Linked DNA regions of Oryctolagus cuniculus: regions 1 and 3 are each linked to region 2. The links are chromatin contacts, called in public Micro-C maps. All regions are on one chromosome and are shown on one strand. The core of a region is the stretch at or near the end of the contact, and the rest is flanking DNA. Distances in the headings are between cores, read along the strand shown. Region 1 overlaps SPAG6 (sperm associated antigen 6). Region 2 holds the start of DNAJC1 (DnaJ heat shock protein family (Hsp40) member C1). Region 3 holds the start of BMI1 (BMI1 proto-oncogene, polycomb ring finger).

The links. Hi-C and Micro-C count contacts between places; a contact is called where the count stands out from the background.
Region 1: a Micro-C map of ear pinna shows a contact between it and region 2, with 4 times the contacts expected there. The contact joins the enhancer-like site here to the promoter of DNAJC1 in region 2. A contact is called at or near these places in 2 of 6 Hi-C or Micro-C datasets (ear pinna and skin fibroblasts).
Region 3: a contact with region 2 is called in a Micro-C map of ear pinna, with 5 times the contacts expected there. The contact joins the promoter of BMI1 here to the promoter of DNAJC1 in region 2. A contact is called at or near these places in 3 of 6 Hi-C or Micro-C datasets (ear pinna, psoas muscle and an unstated tissue).

The regions. Positions count from the first base shown.
Region 1 is chr13:48,668,667-48,672,506 of mOryCun1.1, reverse strand. It overlaps SPAG6 (sperm associated antigen 6), which reads right to left. Exons shown (of 10, transcript XM_051820697.2): 10 at 3,765-3,840. Among named protein-coding and RNA genes, the nearest start is that of SPAG6, 80 kb to the right of the region's middle. Within about 2 kb of position 1,791, at least 3 of the 8 cell types and tissues checked have an H3K27ac peak or open chromatin away from gene starts, as enhancers often do. A contact at or near this core is called in ear pinna, where this site is marked.
Region 2 is chr13:48,276,962-48,281,161 of mOryCun1.1, reverse strand. It overlaps DNAJC1 (DnaJ heat shock protein family (Hsp40) member C1), which reads left to right and starts at 2,699. Exons shown (of 12, transcript XM_002717400.5): 1 at 2,699-3,240. The coding sequence starts at 3,028. It overlaps LOC127483449 (a long non-coding RNA gene), which reads right to left and starts at 2,707. Exons shown (of 2, transcript XR_007909674.2): 1 at 2,286-2,707. It overlaps LOC138844967 (a long non-coding RNA gene), which reads right to left. Exons shown (of 2, transcript XR_011381501.1): 2 at 4,117-4,200.
Region 3 is chr13:48,565,104-48,568,900 of mOryCun1.1, reverse strand. It overlaps BMI1 (BMI1 proto-oncogene, polycomb ring finger), which reads right to left and starts at 1,684. Exons shown (of 10, transcript XM_051821445.2): 1 at 1,546-1,684. It overlaps COMMD3 (COMM domain containing 3), which reads right to left. Exons shown (of 8, transcript XM_008268283.4): 8 at 2,972-3,330. The coding sequence ends at 3,271.

The sequences.
Region 1 (3,840 bases), core at 542-3,041, 390 kb before region 2:
ATTTAAGGTCAGGGTTTCTGTTGAGCAGGACCTCAAATCAAATTTTGAAACAAGCAAACCTTTCATCCTTTCTTTAGGGGCAGGGTTTTCTTCGAGAGAAAAGGGTTAGAAAAACAGGTCAGTGTCCTGTAAATACGAGGTTGTCGTCTGTTTTTACATACTAAATTAAGTATGCCTGCTTCATGTTCAGTGTCTTGTGCCTATTTTACTCTCGGTGTCTGGACAAATGAGTTTATATTAGAAAGCTCCATGAGGGCAGGAAATGTAGCTTTTCTTTATCATAAATCATCCGGCTTAAACTCCTCTTATCTAAGAGCTGGGGGCCTGGGGGAGACTGCGCACTTGCGGACCACAGTGTGTCCATCTGTCATTGGCTATCAGATTTCCCATAAGTCACTGATCAGGCTTGTACAGAACAGTTTACAGACTCTTACCTGCTCCACTGCATGGGGTTTTCACAAGCATCCGGTGAGTGAGCGAGCGTGTAGGGTCGCCCCTACTGCGGACCTGGAAGCCGGGTTTTCAGCCTCTCTTTCCAGGAACCGCTGATTCCACTCTTTCCGCAACCTGACTGACATGATAGCAGTTGAGTTCAATCAGTTCTATTCCTGAACACAAAGTACTGAAAAAACAGCTGTTCATCCAGGTTACCGAACCCAACGAGAATGCCCTTTGAAGTAAACTTGGGCGTGGGTAGGGCGCTTGGAGACAGGGGCTGGTCTACACAGAGAATCAGAAAATGACACAGTTCAAACCAGGGGACAGGATATCAGAGATTATAGCCCATGGTAGATGCTGTTTTGGCTGTAGCACAAACGAAATATATTTAAAAAAAAAAAAAACACCTCACAATAGACTTCAAAAAGTAAGGAGTTTTATCTTGCTTAAAGAAACATTGTTAAGGAACGTAGTCATAGCATAAATTTCCAAATTGTATATGATCAAATTACAATACCCATCTGAGCCCTATTAAATATTACATTACTTTCTTAGTTCTGTTTGTCAATTATGAAATGAACTTTCAAGGGGAAAACTTCCAAGCACAAAGTATAACGGCAAAAATATATGGTAAGAAATTCAGCGTCCAATAATATCTAGGTGGGCTTTCACCTATAGAAATTTCTGTCATGGGCAACACGGCTGTCAAAGACACGGTCTTCGAGAAGAAAGAGAAAAACGACTTTATTTCCTCAGATTGGTAAAAGGTTCATAGGCAAACTGGGCAGGCAGGAAGGCAGCAAATTGGAAACAGTTACTCTTTCCTATTCCAGAGCTGAAGAAATCGCGGCGAGGAAACAAAATAGGCCCGAGGAAGTATTAGGAAAATGAAATCTTGAGCCATCCCCGCCTGACTAAGGCCGGAAGAATCGGGCAACGTGGGGATGGCGCAGTTTTTCAGACATAACAAAGCAGTCAGAGACGAACTCCGAAAATGCCACGAAGAAAGGCGTTTGAGAGCAAGAACAACAACAAGGGAGGAGACGGAAAGCTGCACTTGGGAACACCGGGCCCCCGGCGCCTCCTCTTCGGGGAGATGACCCTGAGCACCCCACAGCCCCTAACCAGCCGCGGGACGCCTCTGGCGGGCCACGGGCCCAGGACGCGGCCAAGGCTGTGTTTGGGATGTTACCGAAACCCTCACGGCCCCTTAGTGAGCAGCTTCCCGCCCCGACCCCCGCATCCCCGGAAATGCGGCCGGGCCGAGGGCCGAGCGAGGAGGGGTGGGGGAGCCCGCCTCCGGCCGGCCCTGAGAGCGGCCGGCGGCCTCCCCTCGCTGCACGCCGCGCTGGGCCCGGGGAGCTCAGGGAGGAGAGAGCGCCCACAGCCGCAGGAGGGGAGCCTGGAGCCCGCCTCCCGCGTTCGCCACGGACTGCAGTTTTTTTCACGAGCCCTGTGTGCCTCCCATCAGCTTCCTCTTGGAACTGCTTCCCTTCTGTATTTTTCTGTGTAACTCCCAAGGCCAGTTTTCCTTCTCTGTGCCTGTGAGGAACTGGTCAAAATAACTGAGGGTTGGCCGGCACAGCGGCTCACTAGGCTAATCCTCCGCCTAGCGGCGCCGGCACACCGGGTTCTAGTCCCGGTCGGGGCGCCGGATTCTGTCCCGGTTGCCCCTCTTCCAGGCCAGCCCTCTGCTGTGGCCGGGGAGTGCAGTGGCGGATGGCCCAAGTGCCTGGGCCCTGCACTCCATGGGAGACCAGGAGAAGCACCTGGTTCTTGGCTTCAGATCGGCAGCGCTGGCCGTGGCGACCGTTTGGGGGGTGAACAAACGGAAGGAAGACCTTTCTGTCTCTCTTTCACTGTCTATGTCTCTGTCTCTGTCTCCCTCTCTCTCTTTCTCTCTCACTGTCTAACTCTGACTGGCAAAAAATTTAAAAAATAATAAATAATTAAATAACCGAGGGTTTTCAAACACCATCTCTCATCTAGATCAGGTGGGGGGGGCACGTGTGTGGTTTTTAAAAGAACAATAACAAATGCCTTAAAAACCCTTTAATGCCTTTTTTTTTTGACAGGCAGAGTGGACAGTGAGAGACAGAGAGAAAGGTCTTCCTTTGCCGTTGGTTCACTGTCGCTCCCCATCTTCGTGGAGGAACGACACAGGACCCTGCGCTGTTCTTTTATCTGCTCGGCCCTCCCCGGGTTTGCTGCTGGTTCTTCCCAGGTTGGCTACCGACCCTTCCACCTCCGTGGAAGGGCGGTTCCCCCTGCCACTTTCCCCACTTCCGCGGGGGAGCGGCACACCGCCAGCCGGCTCTCTCGGGGGCTGCTCAGGTGTTCCTTCAGATAGATGTTCCCCTTAGATGTTCCTGGTGCATGTTGTCTCTCTCCTCCTTTATAGTCCTCTTCCGCCAATCCCAACTCTGCTACCCACACGCCGAGTACACTGCTCTCCTCCAATCAGGAGCTGTTTATTGGTTGAACTGGAGGCAGCTGTGTAGAAGCTGTTTTCTCCTCTCCCAGCGCCATATTGTGGGAGAGCAGATGCATAGAATAAGTCTTAATTCCAGTAACTTAGTCTAGTCCGAGTTGCTCCCAGTTGCTCCCCACAGTTCACCCTCCAATGGCTGCCACAGCCGGCGCATCACGCTGATCCGATGGCAGGAGCCAGGTGCTTCTCCTGGTCTCCCATGGGGTGCAGGGCCCAAACACTTGGGCCATCCTCCACTGCACTCCCTGGCCACAGCAGAGAGCTGGCCTGGAAGAGGGGCAACCGGGATAGAATCCGGTGCCCGACTGGGACTAGAATCCGGTGTGCTGGCACCGCAAGGCGGAGGATTAGCCTGTTGAGCCTTGGCGCCGGCCTTTAATGCCTTTTAAAAAAAACCACCTTTAGATAAAATTCTATGCATACAAATGACTATAAATAGCTCTTCATGTATTCAAGTTCGTAATTTTTAAAGTACTGCATATTGGTAGCTTTGGGATCCGCAAGGAGAGAAGGCCTACACTTCAGGGAATGGAGAGGCCCTACCCACACTTCCAGGGACAGAAAGTCCTTGTCAAGGTCCCTGCGGGTGCCTAAAGGTCAACCAATGAGGATCAGACCTGCCTCGACCTTTAACCCTCACACCTTATATCTATAAAAGAAGCTTTCCCACGCCTTATATCTGTAAAAGAAGCTTTCCCAACCTCTGCTGCGCGATTTCCCTGGCTCCTGCTCTGTTGGGACCAGAAACCTCACCCGGGAGCGGAATCCCAATAAAAGCCTGTGAATTAATTGATTCATCTGGCTGGGAAGATTTGTTACGCACCGGACACCTTCCACATATATGCATAAAACTTTATTTAAAGGTATTTTGCATTGAGTAAATCTATTATTTACTTAGATAAAATATTTAG
Region 2 (4,200 bases), core at 1,450-3,949:
CTCCAGGTAGCCAAGTGTGATTAGAATTGGGTGGGATGAATCTTCCCAAGTAACTCCTTTTGTCAGCAAGAAGTACTGTACCAAAGTGACTCCAACTGCTTTTTAGCTTGGCCTTGGAAAGAGAATGGACTTCCTTTAGATGGAATAAGTCCCTAGGATTCTTGGACAACATAAACGTAGAGCTCATGAGGGAAATACTAGACTACCTGCCAAAAGATCAGAGTAAGCATCCTATATTTGTGGTAAGGCAGCCCTAGTTTTAAATGTCATATTGTGGTTAATTTAATGACCACATTGGAAAAAAAGATGCATATTAAGATATCAAGTAATTTTTACTATTACTCATATTATTTTATTTACTCATTGAATAAGCATTAATCTGATTTAGGAACTTGTAGCAATGTCTTTCACTTTAAGAAAACTGATACACCAAAAATAAAACTGTAGTCTAGAGTGGGGCAACAGTGATGAGGCAGTTATCAGATTCAATTCAACTAACTGAATGCTATCACATGCTGTCATCATTATGTTCTGGACTGGGGATGCACACAAAAAGTAATGCAATGGACTAAATGTTTGTGCCCTTCCAAAATTCCTATGTGATAGTCTTTGGAGGTGAGGCCTTCAGGAGGTTTAGATGAGCTTATGAAGGTACAGCACCCTGATGGGCTGGGGATCTTTATTAGAAGAGATGTGGCATCTCTCCCTCTCTTCTCCCCATCTCATCTTCTCCCTCCTTCTCCCTTGGGCATGGGAGGACACAGCAAGGCAGGGGCCATCTGTAAATCAGGAACAAGGCCCTTACAAGAAAGCCATCATGCTGACTCCCTGATGCAACATCCAGACCTCTGAGAAATAAATGTTGGTAGTTTAAATTACTTGACTCTCAGGTATTCTGTTGTAGGGGACACAGCAGACTCAGACACCCCTGCTCTGGTATATCTGAAGCATCAACTTCAGGATAGATTCTCTTGTCATTAATTTATGTGTATACATTAATTTCAAGCAACATATACTTGCATTCACTTATGACTTCAACATATTCTTAAACTGGATATTTCCTCAGTAGATTTGCTTCCTAAAGTGTTTTTCTAATTTTATCAAATGTAAAATATTATTATTCTGCATAAGTAGTGCTATCATGACCCTATTTATCTTAATTTCACAGACTAGATACAAGATGGGAAAAGCATGAGGTCAAATGTTCAAAAATAGGGTAGCATTCTGATTTTCTGTTTTCACTTGATTCACAAGAGTAGGGAGTCAGGGAGGAAAAAACATGAGGTGGCCTAAACAAAAATAAATTACACAAAGAACAACAGTAGTGAAAAAAATTAAAAAGAGACTCATAAGGATCAATGTGAAAATTGGAGGGAAGACATTATTAACACAGAGAGAGGAAGTTTTAGCCTATATTTCTTTTTTTTTTTTAAATATTTATTTTATTTGAAAGGCAGAGTTACAGAGGCAGAGGGAGAAAAAAAAGAGAGCAAGCAAGCTTCCATCCACTGGTTCACTCCCCCAAATGGCCTCAAAGGCTGAGGCTTGGCCAGGGTGCATTTAAGAGTCTGGAACGCCACCCAGGTCTCCCAGGGTCTCCCACGTGGGTGGCAGGGGTTCTATCACTTAGGCCATCTTCCCTTGCTTTCCCAGGTTCATTAGTAGGGAGCTGGAGAGAGAGTGGGGCAGGTCAGACTCCAACCAGTGCTCATGTGGAATGCTGGCGTAGCAGGCCTGCTTTAACCTGCTGTACCACAACGTCATCCCTGCCTCCATGCAACTCTTTAAATAGACCTCAATTGGAAAAAGAATCCCAGCTGAGGCTGAGTAGGTTCTGGCGGTGAAATTAAACTTCTAAGACGGTCATTGAGTCACAAGTGTTAATTCGACCCAACTGCCAATTTTATTATGCTTGCAAAATTTTTTTTCTTCCTTTTGAAAACTTTATTTAAGGCAGACAGAAAGGGACAGTCAGAGTTCTTTTATCTACTGGTTCATCCCACAAATGCCAGCAATAGCCAGGGCACAGCTAGGTCAAGCCCTTGAGGTGGGAACTAAATCCAGGTCTCTCATGGAGGGCAGCAAGCTCTCCAGTACTTGAGGCTGCTGCCTTCCAGGGTGTGCATTCAGGAAGCTTGATCTGAAACAGAGGAACTGAGACTGGAACCCAGACACTCTGAGATGGGATGCGCGAGTCTCAAGCAGCGACCTCACTGCTGCACCCAACCCAACACCTACCTCTACGCCTGTAAATAAATCTTAATACATAATTTAAGTATACTCACACTTTTTTGGGTCTTGGCTTGCATTCCTTTTCTGCTTTCTTAAAAAAAAAACAAAAACATACTTTCTACTCGCTGTCTGGTTCAGTTTCCTCTATCATGGCTGATGGAATAATGAAAGGTATGGAGCGCAAGCTGTAATCAATAAATCAGGCCTTGAATAGGCTTCTGGTGTTCACTATGTGGGGGCGGGCAAGACGATAGGGACTTCGAAGGAAATCTACACGTGGTACGTTCCAGGTGGCTGCGTGACGGCCGTAAGTGCCCACGTGTGGTAATATGAGCAAACGCACGCAAACCTCTGCCCTAAGCACCACAGACCAAGAGGAATTTCTACAAGGCCCAGAACTGGGGCGCCCGGAGTCCCTACTTCCGGCCCCGCCCCTCGCCGCGGTTGCTAGGAGACGTGATGTCACCGGAAGCGAGGCCCAGGATAGGCTGAGGCGCGGGGAAGCCTCTCCCCCTCCTCTGTAACCTCGGCGCCGGGCGCTGGCCCTCCAGCTGTTTGTAGGCCTGGGAGTGAGGGTCCGGGGAAGGTAGTCCCGGCTGCCCGCCCGACGCTGCGGTCGCCGGCTCCGGCAGTCCGCGCACTCCCTCTGGGGCCGGCAGTCGGGTGGGCCGCTCCGGAGCGGCAGCCCGCGCTTCTGACTGACAGGCGCTACTCCCCACAGCTCGCGCTCCCCGCCACGTCCCCGGTCTCGGCCGACGGTACTGCCTGGCTAGTGACCTTTCCGAGCCCGGCTCAATGACGGCTCCCTGCCCCCGGCTGGCGCCGCTTCCTGAGCGCCGCGGGCTCCGGCTCGGGCCGTTCCCGCTGCCGCCGCCGCTGTGGCTGCTACTGCTGCTGCTGCTGGCGGCCGCCGGGCCGGCGCGCGGCTGGGAGAGCGGAGACCTGGAGTTGTTTGACTTGGTGGAGGAGGTGCAGCTCAACTTCTACCAGTTCCTCGGGGTACAGCAGGTAAGCGCAGCCGCGTGGGGTTGGGGCGGAAAGGGGTGGGAGGAGCGCTCGGACCCCCGTTTTCGTCCCGAGGAGCGGGGGCGCGGAGGGCAGGAGGACTTGGTCGCTGTGCTCCTGGGGGGTCTTCTTCCCCGCCGGGTCCAACGGGGTCTCCTGGCAACCCCTGCCTCGGTAGTGGTCCGCCTTCCCCACTTCCTCACCGCTGCCCCGGCTCCTCAGGTTCCGGTCTCGGTGACAGGCTGCGCGGTGCCCTCTGCCCGAGCCGTGATAGCGCCTGCTGTGCTGCGCTGGCCTCTCTGGGAAGACCCGGCCCACCCCCACCCCGGAGCGGAAGCGTGGTGTGGGTAGCCGGTTTCTTACACCTACCCTTTCCTGCCCTCCCGAATGGGAGAAAGAGGAGCCCCGTCTCACCCTAAATTGTTACGTTGCCGTTTGCGCGTATTTCAGCTGCCTTCCTTCCGAGAAGATAGGAATTCATTTTGGCCAGTGTCTTAGGTTTCAAAAGTTTTTTCTTGCGTTATACTTGGTAATATTTTAGCCCTTGGATAGGGGCTGGTATCAGTTTGAAAATCTCCATGCCGGCTGGCTTTTGGCGCAGTGGTTACAACGCCACGTGGGAACTCTATACTATATCTGAGTTCAAACCCTGGCTCTGCTTCGGATTCCAGCTTCCTGCTAATGCACACCCTGGGAGGCAGAGCAGATGACGACTCAAGTACTTGGGTCCTTGCCACCTGCGTGGGAGACCTGGCTTGAGTTACGGGCATTTGCAGAGTGAACCAGTGGTTGGGAGATCTGTGTTGTCCGTTTCTTTCTTTCTGCCTTGCAAATAAATAAGAGTTATTAAAATTTGTTGGAATTTGAAGCCTCTACCACGTTAGTCCTGGAACTCATAGGAGGATCGTTGTGGGCAGTAGTGGTACAAGGTGGAGCTACTGGAAGAGAAGCTGGCCAGTAGCA
Region 3 (3,797 bases), core at 435-2,934, 290 kb before region 2:
CCAATCAGTCTACTTAAAACTCAAATGTTAATATGTAGTCTCATAACTTGGTATACACTGTCCACAATTTTATATCCATAAGTATCAAGTCTTTAGTATGGCTTATAATGTTCTTCCACATTATAAGTTAAGGTTCTTACAAAATATAGGCTGAGCTACTCATTACATTCTGCATACCACCAACCTACACTTGCATTTGGATAAATATGCCCGGAATTTTGCCTACTTTAAGGGACGGGGTTAATACATGCTTCGCTTTCAAATATTGAACCGTGACCACTAAGCCCACTAAATCCTTTTATTGCAATTGGGAATGATTAAAGCCTCTCTACTTGTTTACTTCCAATTATTAACTGTAAATCTCTGGGGGAAAGATCGTGCTTTATCGCTGTCAAGCCCAAACGGCTGCGTAAACACAGGCAATCAACTTTTTAGACCTCTTCCAAAGCATCCCTTTACCAAAGCATCCCTTTACCACATGACCGATGCTGACGTGCAGCAAAACCTGTAAAACGTCGTGGACTCGAGTCATGATTCTGAGTGCATCCCACAGCAGAGGTTAAGAGGAAAGCTGTGGTATCCGAGAGGAGAAAAAGGGAGGAGTGGGCGTGCAAAAGAGAGAAAGGGGGGGGAAAAGGACTCCAGCAAGACTCGGGTCCAGTCACCATCGTCACTCCAAAAAAGCTCCAAATTTGAAATGCCCACTTCCCAAAAAGTACGCCCCAAGCGATATTTACAGCACTCACCCAAGACTCCCAGCAAATACCACCTTGAAAACTTTACCCTTTTAAACACAAACGCAGGAGACCTTGGAAACTGGGAACCGCCATCTTACCAGCCATCCAGTTTCACACAAGTGTCCCTCCAACTTAAGTTAATAACATTTCTGCCGGGGCTCCCTCCTGCCTAACACCCACCGTGGCGGGATCGCTGCCCCCCACGTACCCCGTCCCTATAAAATGGGGGCGTTCCCTGGCCGCTTAAACCCCTGAAAAGCCCTTTCTTCGGGAGAGCAGGGGCGCCACTTGACCCAGGCAGCTCCCGATTTCAGGAACCCGTCCCCGTTTCATCCAAATCTACCTCTCAACAAAGGGCGCCGTGGCCAGAGGAGCCGCGGGGACTGCAAGTACAAGTGCTCTCCTCGGGGGCCATGTGCGTCTCGAGGGTGCCGAGGGGCGCTCGGCAGAGAAAGGAACTAAAACGTGGGGGCGCGCGGCGCGTCCGGCGGAGCGGGCGGCGGCGGCTGGAGCGGCGCCGAGCCCGGCTGGCGGCGGCGCGGGCTGCGGGTCGGTCCCGGCGCCGCGGGAGCCGCGGAGCCGCGGGCGCGCGGACGCGGGCGCGGGGCGGCGGCGCGGGCGGGCGGGCGCGGGGTCGGCGCCCACGCTGTCAGCGCCCTCGGCCCGGCGGGCGGGCGCGGGCGAGCGCGGGCGGGCGGCGCGGGCCGGCGGGGGGGCCGCTCCCCTTTCCACCCGCCGCCCGCCGGAGCCCCGCGCGGGCCCCGCGTCCCCCGACCCCCGTCCCGGAGGCGCCTAGCCTCCTACGTACCCGGAAAAAGCAGCCGGCGAGAGGCGGTCGAAGCGGGCGGAAAAGACAATGAAAGTTAAAAGTCGTTCAGCAGAAAATGAATGCGAGCCAAGCGGCCATCTTGAAGCGAGCTGCAGACGCCGCTGTCAATGGGCAACGAGCGCGGCCGAGAGCAGCCGCGGCCGCCGCGCTCGGCTCATGCCGCCTCCCGAGCCCGGCCTCCTCCTCCTCCTCCTGCTCGGCCTCCTCCTCCTGCTCGGCCTCCTCCTCCTCCTCGGCCTCCAACGCCTCCTCCTCCTCCGGGGCCTCCTCCTCCTCCTCCTCCTCCTCCACCTCCTCCTCCTCCTCGGCCGCCGCCGCCGCCGCCGCCTCCCGCTCGGCACTCGGGGGAGGGAGCGCGCGGAGGGGCGCGATCGGTTTTATTCTGCGGGGCCAGGAGGTGTTTCTAATCCGGATCGGGGCGCCCTCGCCAACATCCCCATTGTCTCACCCCGATCTCTGCCTTTAATACTACGATTATTATTTCATCATAGTTGCCGTGGGGGGAGGAGGGCGGGCGGGGGGCGCCGTGTGTGAGCGTGCGGAGAGGCGGGGGGGGGGATGGGAGGAAGGATGAGGAGGGGGAGGGGAGGGTGGAAAAAAAAATGCACCGCTGAAGGCAGAGTGGAAACTGACACCGGCTCCAAAATGGCTCGGAGTCCGCCCGCCCCCTCCCCCTGCCGCCCCCCCACCGGGTCACGTGCTCCCCTCATTCCTTAAGGGCGGCCTGGGAATTAGTGTCGGTGTAGTCGGGCCCGTGGCCGCCCCCTCCCCTCCGCGCCGCGCGCCCTCCTCCTCCTCCCCCTCCCCCCGCTCTGAGCCGCGGTGGCGGCGGCGGCGTTGGCGCGGCCGCCGAGCGATTCTCCACAGCGCCACTCGCGCCACCCTGCTCTCGGCGCGGGCATCGCGCCGGCCCCGCACGCAGCGCAGCCCACCCCACCCCCCGTTATTTCTTTCTTTCTGTCGCCCGCCTCAGCCGGCGGGCTCACAGGTCCGCTGGCCACCAGCCACCCGCTCGGCTCAACGGGCTGCGGCCCAGACGCCCGCGCCCGCCGCGGAACCTGCGCCGGAGTTGGACTCGCGGAAACAACGGCGCCCGCCCGGGTGCTGTCCTCGCCCGCCGGCGGCCAAGGCGGGGCGCGCGCGGGCAGCGGTCCGCTCGGGGCCGGCAGCCCGCAGTCGGCTGCGGGCGATCCCTTTAGCGCAGGTAACGGGCCGGCTCCCGCTCCCGGACCATTGGGGTCTCCAGCACACCCCGGAGATGCCACCCTCTCCCACTGCGTTTGACTTTAATCCAGAGAAACGGAGATCGTTAACAGCTGACGCTCCTCGCATCAAGTTAACGCTCATCGTAGTACACAAAGTAATAATTAACACACAAACTTCAAATCCAAACAAAATATCACCATTTTGTGGGAACAACACCTTGTTTATTCAGGATGTGATGCTGTCTGCTTCCTTTCATAGGACTTCAAAAAGATCTAAAGAGGATAAAGGTACAGTTCATCCTGAAGATGATTCAAATACGTGGGCAGAATTTCCCTCATAACCCTTTCACACATATAAAAAAAACTGTCAGAACCGATGAGTGACAGATTCGAAGGGAAGCGTTCTCCGCCGAGCGCGAGCGAGCACGGCCAGCTCCCACAGCCCGCGGTGACGTTCCTGGTTTTCCTCTGCACTTGGGCGGATCGTTCACTTCCCAAGTTATAACTGAGTTGCTCGTTCCAGGCTTTTCGAAGCATCTTTAAGTTTCCCCACCAAATCCTACAAAAAGTATATCATGTCAACGTCTTTTTAGGGTGAAACACGGAACGAAGTACCCAAGTTCAGAAAGATGCAATTAAAAAAAATCAGAGAACACTTTCTAAACGTTTAAAATTTACTAAGATTTTAACCTTTTTGCAAACCAGGACCCATCAAAGGAAAAGTTTCCTCTACAGCATCTCATGTTCAAATCGGCTATTTGTCCTCAGCTTGAAACATAATTTCTTATCGAATCCTCAACAGGCAAAGGGTATGTAAACTAATCAAGATATCTAACAAAAGTTATATTATCTCAAGTTTTAAAGTTTGACTAATGGTTATAACAAAATGACCTGCAGAGGTGCCTTTGAAAAATTCAATTTCATCTAAACTGTCAGTGACAATGTTCATTTTTCTAACTGTGAGAAGTAAATCCGTTGTCCTAGCTCTTAACCAAGGCAGTTTTGAATTTTCCCAGTCTTATATTG